2 separate regions of the Mus musculus genome follow, and region 1 is linked to region 2. Evidence: chromatin contacts called from public Micro-C data. All regions are on one chromosome and are shown on one strand. Each heading gives the region's core, a stretch centred on a gene start, on an enhancer-like site or on the middle of the called end of the contact. The rest is flanking DNA. Distances are from core to core; before and after follow the strand shown. Region 1 holds the start of Gamt (guanidinoacetate methyltransferase). Region 2 holds the start of Bsg (basigin).

Region 1 (5,777 bases), core at 15-2,514, 560 kb before region 2:
ATCAACTTGGGCCGGGCCTGGTGGCGCACGCCTTTAATCCCGGCACTGGGGAGGCAGAGGCAGGTGGAGTTCTGAGTTCGAGGCCAGCCTGGTCTACAGCGTGAGTTCCAGGACAGCCAGGGCTACACAGAGAAACCCTATCTCGAAAAACCTAAAAAAAAAAAAAAAAAAGAATCAACTTAGAGGAGCATCGTGGACGACACGCTGAGATCAGGAAGTTTCACAGCCTCTTCAAACAGTAAATCCAGTACCCTTGCGAGCCAGCCAGGCAAATGCAGAAAGTCAAGCCTCATTCCAAATGTGGTGCCAGGGAGCTTGCCCCGCCCCTCCAGAAGCCACAACAGTGCACGTGCCAGCATATGGTACTCTCCATGGCACTGGGACCACTGGTAGTCTCTAAACGTCCCTCCTTGCACCGCAGGCACTTCACCCCTCATGGCTCCAACTTCCTGCCTAGATAACTTGGCCCCGCCCAGGTCCGCAGGCTCCGCCCCATTCATAGTAAAAGGATGGACTCAGCTGGACTCCACAATTACCCTATCCTCAGGCCCCGCCTCCTTGGCGCCAGCCTCAGCTCTAGCGGAAAGCTAGGCCCCGGATCCTGTTTTGCCTCTACCAGGCTGGGCCCCACCCGTGAAAGAAGACTAGGCTTCGCCAGTAGCAGAACGCTTGGATTTCATCCTATCCCATAAACACCTACCCCATGGCTCTGTCCTCATCCGTAGCAGAAGGCTGGACACCACGGTCTCAGCCGGCTGGCCCCGTTCCTTAGTTTCGTCTCTCATACTTAGCAGAATGGTGACCCCACCCCATTGCTCCGGCCCCGCCCCTAGCAGAAGGCTGGACTCTGTCCTACCATACAGGCTCCATCCTGTATGGCTCCTGCCTGCATTCCTCATAGAAGTCTGGATTCTGTCCCAACCCACAGCTCTGGCCCCATCCATAGCAAAAGATTGGACTCCTCCCCAGCCCACCAGTGCAGGACCTATCCCATTCCGTAGATCCGCCCCTCAGAACTTTACTTTGGGCTCCAGCGAGTAGCCCCGACCGTGAGCACGCTCCACCCTGTCCCTCAGCTCCATCCACCCAGGCCCAGCCCAGTGCCAGGCTGGACCCCCTCCCAGAGCAAGGGCCAACCCTCTTCTAATGACTGGACCCACCCTAGCCCAGAAAAGCCCCGCCCCAGCGAGTAGGCCCCGCCCACACGGCTCAGCCACGGAGTTCTTTAGGGCGCATAGGCCCCGCCCCCGCCTCAGGCTCCCACCCACTTGAGTGCAAGGCTAATCTCTGTGCAGAGGCACCGCCCCACTCCGCCTCCACCGGCCCCGCGGCTCCGCAGCCCTGCGCTCCCGGCCTGGTTTGCACAGCCTCACCATGAGCTCTTCTGCAGCTAGCCCGCTCTTCGCGCCCGGCGAGGACTGCGGCCCCGCGTGGCGCGCGGCCCCCGCGGCCTATGACGCGTCTGACACGCACCTGCAAATCCTGGGCAAGCCAGTGATGGAGCGTTGGGAGACCCCCTATATGCATGCGCTAGCGGCGGCTGCTGCCTCCAGAGGTACTCTGCCAGAGGAAACTGAGGCTGCAGCTTAAAAGAGCAGGAGCTCCCATGCATGTTGCAAGTCTCAGTTTCCTTGCCTGAGGCACTGAGCTGCCTTGGGGCTACCTTGGTCGGGAAGGGAAGGGTATTTGCAAAAAGTGGACGCAGGAAAGAGGTCCCGGCTCCGAACTGGAACTTCCTCTCCCAGGGAAGATTTCTACTTCCCGGGGCTGGGTCTTCGGACCACAGTCGAGTGGAACTTAATAGAAAGAGCGAGAAAGAGCAGAGGGGCGTGAGGCTTGTGCTTGTCGGGAACCTCCGAGTCTCCAGGGGCTGTTGCTAAGAATAGCTTGGGAAAACTGAGCAGAGAGGCAGCTGTCCCGGTGCTGTGGCCCTGAACTTCTGTACAAGGGGTGGTGTCTGAGGCACCCCAGCTTCAAACAGGGCAGATGGGCAGTGAGTGAGTGGACTTCAAAGTTCACCCAAGGCAAATGAGGACTTGGTATTAGGTGCAGAATGAAACGTGGAGGGGCTGCAGGTGTAGAGCCTCCAAGCCAGGCTTGGCCCTTTCTCACAGATTAGAGCACAAATCGCGTGGGCAGGGGCTCAGAGTCCAGGGATCCCTGGGGCCAGGCCCTGGGCTCCCAGGCTAGCCGCTCTGATTGGCAGCTGGCCCGAGCCCACACTCTGCTGTTACTTTGTTCTGTCCACCCACATGGTCCTGCTGGCTGGCTGGCTGGCTGGCCTTGAGGCAAGTGTGAGCCAGGCCTCACATCTAAGTCCCCCTCCCCCACCCAAACCAGCTGTCATGTTTTGTCCTCCTAGGGGGCCGGGTCTTGGAAGTGGGCTTCGGTATGGCCATTGCAGCCTCCAGGGTGCAACAGGCCCCCATAGAGGAACACTGGATTATTGAGTGCAATGATGGGGTCTTCCAGCGTCTACAAGACTGGGCCCTGCGGCAGCCACATAAGGTACCTTCTGCCGCTGGGGTGCAGACTGGGAGTAACCCTCAGGGCTGGGAGATCATGGGGTCCCATGTGACCCTCAACCTCTTTTGACCCTCTCCTCTCCAAGGTTGTTCCCTTGAAAGGCCTGTGGGAGGAGGTGGCACCTACCCTGCCTGACGGTCACTTTGATGGTGAGGGAACTCTGGGAGCCTGGCAAAGGGGTTGAGCTCTGGGGAACCCGCTAGCGTCTGGGTACTACTTGGCAGCCTGTGCCTGCTTTTACACTACCATACCCTCTTCAGCCTGGTGGAGCTTGCCATCAAAAGGATGACCAAAGTTTGACCCCCAGGATGTACGTGGTGTAAGGAGAGAATGGATGCCTACAAGTTGTCCCCCATCCCAACAAACACACCTCCAATGTGCACTGGGGACACATCCGTGGGAAGGGCAGCTGTATGGGCTGGGTTAGCGTCCAAGGCCATGGGATGGCTCAGATGAGGTTGGGCAAGGCTGTGCCAGCGCTGACTGGTATGTGTTCAAACTGCAGGGATTCTATATGACACGTACCCGCTGTCTGAAGAGGCCTGGCACACTCACCAGTTCAACTTTATTAAGGTAGGACTGCAGGGGGCCAGGGACGGTGGGCCTTGGAAGGTCAGGTGGGCAGGGCATGTGACATTTACAGACCAGCAGCTCTCTTCCCATGGTCCTACCCCTTCCTGTCCACTGGCCTCTCTGCAGAATCATGCCTTCCGCTTGCTGAAGACCGGGGGCGTCCTCACCTACTGCAACCTCACGTCCTGGGGGGAGCTCATGAAGTCCAAATACACAGACATCACCACCATGTTTGAGGTATGCTGCCTGAGAGCAGGTGAGGAAGACCTTACCCCGAAGCTTGGCAGTGGCCTTCCTCAGGCCATGGCATGGGGGAGGCCCTCTGCTCGCTGGCCTAGGGGGCCAGAGCTCTCAAGAGGTCCGGTCAGGGTTGTGATTTTCCATTCTGAAGTCAGGAAGGCCCCCACTAGTCCTAGCCTCTGGTGGCTCCTCAGTGCTCTGTACAGCCCTGCTCACTGTACTCTACCTGTGGGGCTGTGCCTGTCTTGGGGACAGATGCCCTCCAGTACCAGGGCAAGCAGGACAGCTTTCCCACCAGCCCATGAGGCAGCTTTCATCACATAAGACTCTTTTCTTGAGAGGCCTACAGCGGGCCTGTGCAAGGATGCTGGTCTGAGACACAGCAGAGCTTATCAGGAAATTGTTGCCTGCACCAGAATTCACTCACACCCAGGTCCTGTCCCACATCATCTGGGGTGACCTGTGACCCCGCCCTACAGGAGACGCAGGTGCCTGCACTGCAGGAAGCTGGCTTCCTGAAAGAAAACATCTGCACAGAGGTGATGGCACTGGTGCCCCCAGCCGACTGCCGCTACTATGCCTTCCCTCAGATGATCACACCCCTGGTCACCAAGCACTGAGCAGCCGGCCCAGGTCTACAAGGAGCCTGTGTCCTCCTCAGTACCTTTGTGGCTGGATTGTGGGCTCCAGCCTCTCCACTGTCCCTCAGTGTGACATCCTAACCTCTGCCTGGCACTGCCATCTTCCCAGAGCTCAGGAGTAAAATAAATGCTAACAAGAAGACTAGTGGGTTGGTTGGCAGTGAGCCAAAGGTGAGGGACCACATCTGGCTTAGAACTGCCTCTGCCTCAGAAGATGTGGTGCTCGGTGCCCCCTGCCCCACCCAGACATGACCAATCCACCATTGTCTGTTTTCAACAGGGGGCCCAGGATGAGACTGTGGGGTCTCACCAAGGCCAGGGTAGAGGAGAGCCTCCACAGGCCTCAGCCTAGCCCAGTACACAACAAGCAATGTGGCTCTCACAGTGCAGCCCTACTGTGCAAATCCCTGGTACCAAATCTGCTGCCTGGGTCCACACTGCACCCACCTCTGCCTCACTCCTGTTGGCCTGTGTCCTATGCCAGCTCTTCTTCACTTCGGGCTGCTGTCCTGTGGCCAGCCAGCACCTGGACACCTCTGCTCACACCCTGCCCTCTTCCCTAGTCTCTTCCCCAGCATGAAGGCCAGGGTTGGCATTCAAGGCAGGGAGCAGACTGTTCCCTTGGCCTGGAGAGTCTCCACCTTAACTGGGTCTTGTCTTAAAAGCTGCCCTTGGAGCCAGGCGTGGCAGCGCACGCCTTTAATCCTAGCACTCGGGAGGCAGAGGCAGGCGGATTTCTGAGTTCGAGGCCAGCCTGGTCTACAAAGTGAGTTCCAGGACAGCCAGAGCTATACAGAGAAACCCTGTCTCTAAAAACCAAAAAGAAAAAAAAAAAAAAAAAAAAAAAGGAAAAAAACTGCCTTGGAGTGGGCTATGGTATAACCCCTGTAATCCCAGCCTTTGGGAGGCAGACAGGCTGATCTCTGGGGTTCCAGGATAGCCAGGGCTACACAGAGAAACCCTGTCTCCAGACAAAAAGCTCCTCCTGCCTAGGCAGGCTCACCCACCCATCCCACGTCCTGGGTGTGCTGGTTCCCTGACCCATTCCTGTCACAGTGTGTCCTTTGAGAGCCACAGAATGGAAATCTGCAGGACACGAAGGCCTGACATACTCTGCAAGAGGGCATCATGCTGAGCATGCTGGATATCCTCCTCCCACCCCCTGCTCCTTCTCCTCTTCCTCCTCCTTCCCACCCCCTGCTGCTGCTGTTGCTCCTCCTCCTCCTCCTCCCCGAGTTGATAGCTCCTAAAGGGCAGCAGACCAGAGATGTGTCTTCCGCTTGAGAGGAGACCTACTGCCTTCCCTTGCTCAGAAGTAGGCAGTGACTGGTCTGAGCTATACAGTGGGCAGAGGCCACAAGGCTCAGATGTGAGACACTGAGACTGAAACGGGCCACCAGCCTACACTGCCCACAACTGGCCCTCAAGAGCCAGGAGTGATCACAGAGGGTGCAGGACCTGGCACCTGCCAGCTGGGCCACAGTCCACACAGAACACACAACTGGATCAGGATGGGTTTATTCACAAGGGATTCTGGGATTATCGTGCTCAGCCTGGCAGCTCTACCTGCGGTACCAGATCTTCAGCTTCTGTTCACGCTTGATCTTCCGTTGCAGCTGCAAGATGCCATAAAGGAGTGCTTCGGCCGTGGGCGGGCAGCCTGGGGACACAAACGGTTGAGACCCCACCATCTGCCTCTACCAGCCCACATGGAGGACTCTTAGGGTACCCTGGGGTTGGCTTCAAAGGGACAAGGGTCCTTGCTGTGCCAAGCCTCCTAACACCCACTCCATCCCT
Region 2 (5,461 bases), core at 1,787-4,286:
GGTAAACAAGCCAGCACCACAGGGTGCAGGGAGGGAGGGGGGCACTGTTCTAGAGGGCAGCCCACAGGCAGTCTCCTGCTATCCAGTGCTGACCCAGGCTGTTGGCTTGTCACCTCTCTCACCATGTCATCTAGAAGCCTGAGGAATTATTAGGGTTAAATTAGATCTGGGTAAGCGCTGGGGTAACACCCTGCAGTGAGTGTCTGAGTTGGCCTAGCCAGGGAGGCCAGCCTAGTCACTCACTCAGAGCAAGCATGCGAAATCAGGGTGTGAAGTGCTTGGAGCAGCCTGAAGAGACCCTAATATCAAATTCAGCCTCATAATCAGGAAACCTTAAGTGTCCATGCCACAGGGTAGCCCTCTGAGCAGAGCCCCTCCCCCACTGCATAGTGGGAAACACATCACTGGTTGACCTGGGCCCTGCCCAGGCTGTAGGCTATGGGTCTGTTCCCAGGAAAGGTTAGGACCTGCCCGTAAGCTACACTCTGTGCTTGGCTCCCGGGCATTGCAAAGGTCTGTTTAACCCCAGGCAGAAAGCCACTGGGCCTGTGCCCAGCCAGGCTTCCTACCCAGGACAGAATAAATCAACTGCCTCCATCTCACCAGGGGACAGCTATCTGCACCAAGAGCCAGCCTCATGGAGGCACCTCAAGATGTTTTGATGGTGAAGAAGAGGGCCTGGAAAAAGTGGGTCAGAATTAACGCCGGGCACTGCTGCCAGGGACAGCCCCTCCTGTACCTGCTGATGGGGGCAGCAGTCACATGGCCCACTTCTCCAGTGGAGCTCTGGCTCTGCCCTTTGCCTGCTGTCTGGAGAGGGCAGGAGAGCAGTCCCCATGTGTTCGAGGCCTACCACATGTTCAACCTTGCCATGACCCTGAATCCCTGCCTTCCTACCTCAGCTGCCCTTTTGAGCCTTCATCAGGCAAGGATCTAAGGCCAGAATGGGCCAGACTCCAGGGTGGGAGCAAGCTGAGTGTGCAGAGCCCTGGCCACCAGAAATCCCACCAGGAATGATAATCCAGCAAGTGCCTGAGCCTGGGGTCCGGAGCCATTCGCAGGCACTGGCTCCCAGGGAACTCCTAGACCAGCCTGAAGCTCTGCCTCAGCCCAGAGGGGCAGGGACAGGTGGCCATTACAGGGATACAGCCCCTGTGGACTATGGAGAACCTGCAAGCTCACCCCAAGGAGGACAGGGACAGCTGGGGACAGCTGATAAGGACTCCTCCAAACCTAGGGGCGGGAACTGCCTCTCAGGAACTCCTCACCCAACCCTCACATGTGAGGGCGAGTCCACTCATCCCCAGCCCTCCAAGCCTACCCATCCCTGGGCACCTCTTTACCCCAAGAACCCACGGGGTCACCTCTCACCCCCTTTCCAATCCACATCCTCCAGAGACCTGAGGACATTACTAATAGGCAATGCTATCCCCCACCAACTTCATCCTCTTCTTTCACATTCCCCAAGCAATGCTGTGCTCCTTCACTAAGTAGAAACAGCAATGCAGCAGCTTCCTCCACTGAGACCTTCCAATCCTTTCTCCATCCCCCTCACATCACCAAACATCAAGGACCTCCCCCAAATTCCTAGTCACCTCACTTCCACCCATATGCCCAAACTTGTGGACCTCTCCCCAGGCACTTCTGTACCCCAAACCCTCTGAATCATCTCCCTGCCTGGTCCCCCAAGTATGGACACCCTGAAATGGTAGCTCCTCCTACTCTAGTCCCCCTAGTGACCCCAAACCTTGGAGACAGCCTTTGTAGGAAAGTCTATTTCGCATCCTCCCCTTGCCCAGATGGTAACACTAAAGTAACAGACCTCTCTAACTCCATGCCCTCCTAAATTAGGGACTGTGACCCTCACTCTGTTCCCTGAGTGGGGACACCAAGACTGCAGTTCCTTCGACTCCCAGGTCTTCCAAATTTGGGATCTCCCCAAGGTGGCAGCTTCTTTAGTCCCCAGATCTCTCCAATCCTGGAGGAAGCCACCTGCAACACTGCTGTCCCTCACCCCAGGTCCCACAAACCTCTCTCAGATGTCCTGCCAGATGTCCCTCTGGCCCATGGTTACTTTCCAGCCCTGTCTCTCAGGTGTGGAACCCTCAACGTGCTGACTTCTTTTATCTTCACTCTCCCAGGCCCCAACACCAGGAGGAGGTAAATTACTAGGGTTCCGTTCCAGCCCTGGTACGCAGGTGGAGACACCAAGATGGTCCAGACAGCTCCCTGGCCACGGACGCCCTCACTCACGTTGGAGATGTTGCCCCAGAGCCTTACTGTCTTCCAGCGTCAGGGTCACCTCTTCCCACACCTTCCCTAACTCCCCAAAACCTAAGCCAATTATAGTCATTGTTGTATCCCCAAACCTTCAGGGTCACGTCCCAGCCCTATTCCGGGAGCTGGGACAGTTAGGGAAGCGGCTCCTTCCATCTCCAGCTGACCAAAATCTGGGGTCATCCCATTCACTTCTGTAATCCAAATCCATCCAAATTACCTTCCAGCCCATGTCCTGGTGGGGACCACCACAAGGTGGCGGCTCCTTCCACCTCCGGTTCCCACAACCTTAGGACGTCTCCCCCAGAGTCCTAACCTTTGATTTGTCTCTCCAGGGCCTCATCTCTAAGATCACTCCCCTCCACCTCGATGCCCAGTCGAGGCTAGGTTCAACTCGAGGGTCACCCACAGCCACTGTTACTCCTCCACAATCTCCAAGCCTCGAGCCCGAGTAGGGAACCACCGAGTCCCCGAAATCGGAGGCTCACCTTAAGTCCGTGACCCCAGCCCGGTCCCAGCACCCCGCTCTTACCCGCCGCGCAGGCGCCTTGGCCGCTCAAGAGCGTGAAGGCCAGCGCCAGCAGCAGCGCCGCCGCCATGTCGCCTCGTCCAGGAGCTGCCCCACTGCGGCTCTATAAGAAGGGCGGGGCGCGCGCACGCAGGCACGCACGTACGCACGCACGCGGCGTCGCAGGGCGGGGCGCCAGGCACACAGGGAGTAGGCACGTACCCAGCGTCCGCCGCTCCCGCTCGCGCTACAGGAGCGGAGCGGGTGGAGAAGCGTTGGCACGTGACCACACAGGCCACACCCTCGAGGGGGTGGGGCCTGGAGCCTGGACTGCCCTTGAGCTCGCGCGCGCGCGCTCTCGCCTCGCTCGTGCTCTCCCTCTCTCCCCCCCTCCCTTACCCCCAATCTTTCCCCTCCCCTCTCCTTTCTCCCCTATCCCCGCTCTTCTCTACCCCCTCTCTCTCCTCTGTCTCTTTTTGAGACAGGGTTTCTCTGTGTAGCCCTGGCTGTCTTGAAACTTACTCTGTAGACCAAGCTGACCTCGAACTCAAACATCCACCTGCCTCTGCCTTTGGATGGAGTGCTGGGGTAAATGCCTGACCCACGATGCTCGGCTGTCCTTTTCAAAAACAAACAAACAAACAAACAAACAAACAAACAAACAAACCAAAACAAAAAAACCCTTACATTTCAGCCTGTTGGTGGTGGCACATGCCTTTTATATCCCAGCACTCGGGAGACACAAAGCAGGTGGACAGCCTAATCTATAGAGTGTGTACCACCAGGACAGCCAGAGCTGCAAGAGAAACCCTGTATCAAAAAACCAAAACCGAATAAAACCAAACCAATCAAAAACAAATTATATTTGAAGGTCGTGCACTGTGGCGCAGGCTTCTAACCCCAACATCGGGAGGCAGAGGCGAGGCAGGCATCTGAGTTTTGAGGACAGCTTGGGCTCTAGCTACGTAGCCAGTTCTAGACTAAGTTGTAAGGTCCTATCTCAAAAATGTATTTATTTGTGCTCGCTTCGGCAGCACATATACTAAAATTGGAACGATACAGAGAAGATTAGCATGGCCCCTGCGCAAGGATGACACGAAAATTCGTGAAGCCTTTAATATTAAAAAAAAAAAAAAAAAAAAAAAGGGGCTGGTGAGATGGCTCAGTGGGTAAGAGCACCCAACTGCTCTTCCAAAGGTCTGGAGTTCAAATCCCAGCAACCACATGGTGGCTCACAACCATCCGTAACGAGATCTGATGCCCTCTTCTGGTGTGTCTGAAGACAGCTACAGTGTACTTACATATAATAAATAAATAAATCTTTAAAAAAAAAAAGTATTTATTTGGGTGCTAGAGAGATGACTCAGTGACTAAGAGCACCGACTGCTCTTCCAGAGGTCCTGAGTTCAGTTCCCAGCAACCACATGGTGGCTCACAGCCATCTGTAATGGGATCTGACGCCCATTACAGATGAGGTTCTGGTGTGTCTGAAGAGAGCAACAGTGTACTCACATAAATAAAATAATTTGTGTGTGTGTGTGTGTGTGTGAGTGTGTGTGTGTGTGTGTGTGTGTGTGTGTGTGTGTGTGTGTTTTCCAGACAGAGTTTCTCTGTGTAGCCCTGGCTGTCCTAGAACTCACTCTGTAGACCAGGCTGGCCTCCAACTCAGAAATCTGCTTGCCTCTGCCTCTCAAGTGCTGAGTTTAAAGGTGTGCACCACCCTGCCTGGAATAACTTTTTTTTAAGTATTTATTTATTTATTTATGTGTAAGTATGTCTCTGTGTTTTTAAGTATTTACTTATTTATTTATTCATTTATTTATGTGTAAGTATGGCTGTGTGTGTGTGTACCACATGAATGCAAGTGCTACAGAGGATAGAGCAGGCAGGCACCTGTTTCCCTGGAGTTGGCATTATGGGCCTGATATGGTACTGAGAACTGAAGTGTGGTCCTCTGGAAATGCAGCAAGCACCCTAAAAATCGAGCCATCTCCCCTTCCATAGCGTATCTTATTTATTTATTAATTAAAAAAAATTTTTTTGCCTTTTTTTTTTTTTGGTTTTTCGAGACAGGGTTTCTCTGCGTAGCCCCTGGCTGTCCTGGAACTCACTCTGTAGACCAGGCTGGCCTCGAACTCAGAAATTTGCCTGCCTCTGCCTCCCAAGTGTTGGGATTAAAGGCATATGCCACCACACACACCACTGCCTGGCTCTGTTGTTGTTTTAAGCTTATTTTGTGGCGTGGACATTTTGTCACAATTTTTGCGTTTTGTTTGTTTGAGAAAGGTGCTCACTGGGTAGACTTGGCTGGCTTGGAGTTTACTATGTAGACCCAGCTAGCCTCTGACTCCTTTGCTGAAATTAAAAGCCTTAATCCTAACATTTCAGAGGCAGAGGCAGGTGGATCTCCTGTGAGTTGGAGGCCAGCCTAGTTTATATAGTGAATTCCAGGCTGGCCAGGACCTCAGTCTTTGGGCCTGAGGGAGCGGGGCTGAGATCGGAGCGAGCAGAGGTCCTAGATCCAATTCCCAACAATCACACGAAGGCTCACAGCTACAGTGTACTCATACACATAAAATAAATTATTTTTAAGTGGGAGATGGGAGCCAAGGAGGGCTTTGGCAACAGCTTCAGGAGTCCTTTGAGTAGCTCCTTTGAGGGTGTGCACACTATGCC

The links. Hi-C and Micro-C count contacts between places; a contact is called where the count stands out from the background.
Region 1: a Micro-C map of embryonic stem cells shows a contact between it and region 2, with 5 times the contacts expected there. The contact joins the promoter of Gamt here to the promoter of Bsg in region 2. A contact is called at or near these places in 1 of 484 Hi-C or Micro-C datasets (embryonic stem cells) and 1 of 115 datasets of contacts at active chromatin or transcription factors (pancreatic cancer cells).

The regions. Positions count from the first base shown.
Region 1 is chr10:80,256,499-80,262,275 of GRCm38.p6, reverse strand. Gamt (guanidinoacetate methyltransferase) reads left to right here and starts at 1,264. Exons shown (of 6, transcript NM_010255.4): 1 at 1,264-1,555; 2 at 2,363-2,508; 3 at 2,612-2,675; 4 at 3,032-3,099; 5 at 3,226-3,336; 6 at 3,819-4,125. The coding sequence starts at 1,375. The coding sequence ends at 3,959. It overlaps Ndufs7 (NADH:ubiquinone oxidoreductase core subunit S7), which reads right to left. Exons shown (of 8, transcript NM_029272.4): 8 at 5,482-5,640. The coding sequence ends at 5,543. It also overlaps a transcript of Dazap1 not described here.
Region 2 is chr10:79,701,933-79,707,393 of GRCm38.p6, reverse strand. Bsg (basigin) reads right to left here and starts at 3,036. Exons shown (of 8, transcript NM_009768.2): 1 at 2,810-3,036. The coding sequence starts at 2,876. Gm25794 (a small nuclear RNA gene) reads left to right here and starts at 3,804; the gene lies at 3,804-3,910.